Linked DNA regions of Sus scrofa: region 1 is linked to region 2. Evidence: chromatin contacts called from public Hi-C data. All regions are on one chromosome and are shown on one strand. Each heading gives the region's core, a stretch centred on a gene start, on an enhancer-like site or on the middle of the called end of the contact. The rest is flanking DNA. Distances are from core to core; before and after follow the strand shown.

Region 1 (2,700 bases), core at 119-2,618, 62 kb after region 2:
GCTGCAGCTCCAATTCAACCCCTAGGCTGGGAACCTCTATATGCCACAGGAGCGGCCCAAGAAATGGCAAAAAAGACAAAAAAAAAAAAAAAAAAAGAGGTGCCAGATGGAGTTCCCGTCGTAGCTCAGCAGTAACAAACCCGACTAGTATCCATGAAGATGGGGATTCAATCCCTGGCCTCGCCGAGTGGGTTAAAGATCCAGTGTTGCTGCGAGCTGTGGTGTAGATCACAGACATAGCTGGGATCCTGAGTTGCTATGGCTCTGGTGCAGGCAGGCAGATGCAGCTGATTCAACCCCTAGCCTGGGAACTGCAATATGCTGCAGGTATGGCCCTAAAAAGACAAAAAAAATTTTTTAATTAATAATGTAAATAAAATAAACAAAAGAGGTGCCAGAGAGACCCAACCACCACCACATGAAGACACAAAAAGAAGACAGCCATCTATGAACCTAGAAGTGGATTCTCACCAGACACTGAATCCACCAGGATCTTGACCTTGGACTCCCAGCATCTAGAACTGCAAGAAATAAATGAATGTTGCTTGTAAGCTCCCAATCCAGTCCATGGTATTCTGTTTGAGCAGCCTGAACAGACTAAGCTGAACCCTAGCTGAAGACGCTGAAGAGGACTGAGCAGAAGAGGGCTGTTGGCTGGAGTAGAGTCTGCAGCGGGGATGATGGATGCAGAACCAGTGTCATTCCACCCCTGCCTTCAATCTGCCATGAGAGCCCCATCTGCTGAATGTGACACTCACTTTTCATCAAGTCTCTTGTCCCTGCCCAGAATGGTGGCCTGGGCCCTTTATGCAATCTCCCCATCAAGCTGACCACCTTGGACCTTTCAAAGCTGCCCAGAGCTCCAACCCCCTCCCTACCTCCTTTAGGGTTCCACCCAGGCCCAGACCCTCTCCATCATCCTCCCCCTCACCCACCCTGCTCCCGCTCTTAAGCAGCAGAAAGCTTTCACCATCCACAAGGTATCTTCCTAGACTCTGCTCAGTAGAAAATGATCTGTAGGTATACACAGCCAGCGGTGGACCGTGATGTTTACCTCTGAAAAGAGTGCGGAATAGAGCTGTGTAGACCTTCATGTTGTTCTTAATTAATTCTACAAAACCACACGATCACTTTTGTAATCACGAGACAGTTTTTAAATGCATCCAGATGCCTCCCTGTGTAAAAAGAGCTTTCTCTGAGCGCCAGATCTCCCAAGCCCATCAAAGACCACATTTAATCAATCCATTAAACAACCAAATGTGACTCAGTGCTCCCCCACACCAAGACTTGGGTGTGTCCCCCAGCTCCTGGTCCAGGCGAGGGCCCTGAGAGGTGTTGGTTGAGCTGAGATTGAGCAGGCTGGACCAGTAAAGGTGCACAAGGCAAGCAGGCAGCGCCACCTGGAGGCCAGAAGGCGAATGGCCAAGCGCGTGATCCCTGTAAACCGTCGGGGGCGGGGGGGGGGGCGGGGGGGCGGGGGGGGGCAGCTGAGGTGGAGCCAGAAGAGGGCAGGAAAGCTCCTCGAGTCTCTGCTCCAAGGTCAGAAGTAGGATCATGGGGACCTGGCGCTCATATATGCCCAGCAGCTCTATTGAAAGAACTTTCTAATGACAACGGAGCAGATGGCTCAGGACAACCCAGCATCCAAGCCAGCTGAGGCTGGCTGGAGCTGGAGGTTCTGTGAGCCTCTAAATTAGGCCTCCACTTTTCTCAAGAAGACCCCAATGGGGGAGTTCCTGTCATAGCTCATTGGTTAAGGAATCCGACTAGGAACCATGAGGTTGCAGGTCCAATCCCTGGCCTTGCTCAGTGGCTTAGGGATCCGACATTGCCGTGAGCTGTGGTGTAGGTTGCAGCCGGCGGCTTGGATCCCGTGTTATGGTAGCTTTGGTGTAGGTTGGCGGCTGTGGCTCCGATTCGACCCCCAGCCTGGGAACCTCCATATGCCGTGGGAGTGGCCCAAGAAATGGCAAAAAAAGACCCAATTGGAGACAGGAGGTCAGCAGAGGCACTCCAGGGAGAGCTGTGAGAGGAAGGGCCGGCTAGGAGGAAATGAAGGAGGCACTTTCTGATCGAAAACTAAGGCTAAAAAAATAAAATAATGTCAAATAAAATAAAATGGAGTTCCCTGGTGGCCAGCAGTTAAGGTTTGAGCGTAATCACTGCTGTGACAGCAGGTTCAATCCCTGGCACCGGAACTTCCGCATGCCATCGGTCCCAGCCAAAAATAAAGGAAGGAAGGAAGGAGAAAAGAAAGGAAGGAAGAAAAATAAAAGAAGAAAACTAAGAGTCAGAAAGTTTTCATCACTTGGCCAAGGTCACATAGAGAGAAAAGGGTAGCTCTTGAGTCCACACCCAGCTGGTTTCCCTCTAGTCAGCCTGCTCTGAGTCAGTAGTGGTCCTGGGGGTTTTCGTTTGCTGGGCAGAGGATGCAGGTGTGATCTGATTCCCCTGAAGGCACAGTGGTTCTAGACCTGCCACATCCAACAGCAATCTAAAATGAGTCACATAGAGTTCTCCTTGTGGCTCAGCAGAAACAAATCCAACTAGCATCCATGAAGACACTGGATCGATCCCAGGCCTCACTGAGAGGGTTAAGGATCTGGTGTTGTGGTGAGCTGCGGTGTAGGTCACAGATGCGGCTCGGATCCTGCATTGCTGTGGCTGTGCCGCAGGTCGCAGCTACAGCTCCAATTCGAC
Region 2 (2,704 bases), core at 148-2,647:
GAAATAAATAAAGATGTAAATGACCATACTTAGCTGATGGGCCACACAAAGATAGGTCCAGATTTGCTCTGCAGGCTGGAACTTAGCAACTGCTGGGTGAGGGGAAAAAAATGTTTGGTTTTTCAAAGCTTTCTAGATTTTGGAGTTGTGGGTAAGAGATTTTGGTCCTGAAGTCTCCCATCTTTGGGTCATCCTCATGACGGAACGTTTAGACTCGGTCGGAGAAAGTGCTGAACCTCTCACTAATCAAGCGCTCAGTAACACTTTTTGTCACTAACGTAGCTAGGGTTACTGTGCTGCTGGGAGCAGCCTGTTCCTATACTGATGGCTGTTTCCTGGAACTGGAAGGATCCCAGGCAACTGGCTAGGCATCTGGGGCTAACCTTTGCTCCCTAACCTGAGAAGGATCAGCATCTCCCCGGCCTTGTCCTGATAAACCAAGAAATGTGCTTATCTCCTATCCTGCTCTTAACCCCCCTCCCAAGCCACAGGTTCCCACCCTCAGGACTAGAAGTATTCAAGTTGGAAGAGGGCACTAGATTCTGAGTCAATTCTCCAAAAAGATAATAAAAAGAGGAGTTCCCTTTTGGCTCAGCATGTTAAGGATCTGGCATTGTCACTTCAGGGGCTCTGGTGGCTGCTGTGGTGCAGATTTGAGCCCTACCCTAGGAACTTCCATATGCTGCAGGTGCAAAAACAAACAAACAAAAACCAACAACAATAAGAAAAAATGACTGGACTCACACAGAGTCCCCTGGTGGTCTCTTGGATTTGACACTTTCACCAATGCAGCCCAGGTTCAGTCCCTGGTCTGGCAACTGATATCCCACTGCACACCATGGAGAAAAATAAAAGGTTGGCCTGAATCAGCTCCCCCACTGGACATGGCATCACCTTGGATTTGTCCCCAAGTGGATACCCACACACTCCAGGGGAAAATGGGGGTGTGGCTGCTTCCCAGGCTGAGCGTGGGCTGGTAGGAGCCTCTTCCTCCTCCTCCCCCACCTCTCTGGTGGCCATTGACGGGTGTCCCTTGGTGGCCTCACAGTCCCCATTTTCTGTGGCAGTGGCAAGTACCTCCTCTATGAGAAGAATGAGGTGAAGGCGAGGGACCGAGAATGGAAGAAGTATGAGTTCCATTACGACAACGTGCTGTGGGCCCTGCTGACCCTCTTCACCGTGTCCACCGGAGAGGGCTGGCCGCAGTAAGTGGCCCTGTCTGAGAGCCCCGCCCACAGGAGCTCCTGTTGGGGGCGGGGAGGAAGGAGTGGGAGAGGAAAGGGTCTGAGAGCCCAGTGTTGAGAAAGGTCTAAGGAAGGAGGGGTTCACTCCTGGCTTGCAGAAGTGGGGACAACGCCAGATGCAAGACGGGCTGTCACCAGAGCAGCCACCACCACATGTGGTTGGGCTTCTAGGGGCGGAAATCCAGCCATCACTTGGCTCACCAGCCGCTGAATGCTTAAGGGCTATGCGTTCCCAGAACAGGCACTGTTTCTAATTTGCAGAAAGGCTGCACGTACACTGTTAACCCTTCCTGTGCTGGTGACCCCAAACCGCCAAGGTGATGGGGGTGGGGCAGCGAGGTTGGGGTGTGGGGAGCATGGCATTTTCCAAGTCTGTCTGACCACAGGACCATTCTCTCCCAGACTGGGGTAAGATGGGTGAGGCCAACTCGTGTGCATCCAAAATTTAAATTTTGGGAGGAGTTCCCTGGTGTCTCAGTGGGTGAAGGACCGGGCCTTGTCACTGCTGTGACTCTGGTTATTGACGTGGCCAGGGTTTGATCCTGGGCCTGGGAACTTCCCCCATGCCACAGGCATCCCCCCCCAAAAAAAAGTGCCTTCAAAATTTAAATTCTTGATATTTTGTTCATCATGGATTTTTGGCACTTCTTTTGATTTTTTTAAAACACTGCAGTTATTGCTAAATGCCATTTATCTCAGTTACTGATGGGTTTGACACCCCCTTCATTTGTGCCCAAAGCAAATGCCTCTCTTTCACCTTAGTCGTCCTCCTCCCAGAGGTCTCGGCTGAATTCAAGTTGAAGGTTTGGTAGATTCCAGTGTGTGCCTTCAGCATCCTCACCTCCTCCCCTCAATCAGCAAACATCCTATCCCAAGAGTGCTTTTCCCCGCACCCACACACATCTCAGTACCCACACGTATGGAGCTAGTACTAGCCCATAAGGCACCTTTGAGCAAATTTTTAAAGACATGCCTTCTTCAACAGACTTCACCTCCATCTGTCAGAAAAGCACTGCAATCTACTTAATGATCTCGCCCAAAGAAGGCACTTTATGGCCACCTGCCAAAAAGCTGTCTTCATTAATATACAAATCTATCATGTCTTGTATGAACAGTCCCCTTAGACGCAGAGCCCTTGAGCAGTGCTTGACCTGTGCAACTGTCCAGAGCAGCCATGTACACACTCGCTCCCATGTGCATCCTCCTTACACGTCCTCAGCTCCCAACACCACCTGTGCTTAAATACCACGCCCCCCACACACACACACATACACAGACACCTGCCTCCGTGACCCACTGGTCACTTCCATTCATGACTATAAACCTAGTTGCAATCCCACCTTGGCCACGTCTGAGGGAGTAATCTTCAGAAAATCACTTTAAATTGCTGAACTCAGTTTCCTAGTGTGCAAAATGGAGCCAGTAATGACGTCCATAAGAGATTGCTGGGAAAATAAAAT

The links. Hi-C and Micro-C count contacts between places; a contact is called where the count stands out from the background.
Region 1: a contact with region 2 is called in a Hi-C map of adipose tissue, with 4 times the contacts expected there. The contact joins two enhancer-like sites. A contact is called at or near these places in 1 of 5 promoter capture datasets (liver) and 22 of 47 Hi-C or Micro-C datasets (adipose tissue, alveolar macrophages, brain and 12 more).

The regions. Positions count from the first base shown.
Region 1 is chr2:65,881,288-65,883,987 of Sscrofa11.1, forward strand. No RefSeq gene overlaps it. Among named protein-coding and RNA genes, the nearest start is that of IER2, 30 kb to the right of the region's middle. Within about 2 kb of position 1,369, at least 13 of the 83 cell types and tissues checked have an H3K27ac peak or open chromatin away from gene starts, as enhancers often do. A contact at or near this core is called in adipose tissue, where this site is marked.
Region 2 is chr2:65,818,779-65,821,482 of Sscrofa11.1, forward strand. CACNA1A (voltage-dependent P/Q-type calcium channel subunit alpha-1A) reads left to right here. Exons shown (of 54, transcript XM_021083710.1): 33 at 1,068-1,205. Among named protein-coding and RNA genes, the nearest start is that of IER2, 92 kb to the right of the region's middle. Within about 2 kb of position 1,398, at least 3 of the 83 cell types and tissues checked have an H3K27ac peak or open chromatin away from gene starts, as enhancers often do. A contact at or near this core is called in adipose tissue, where this site is marked.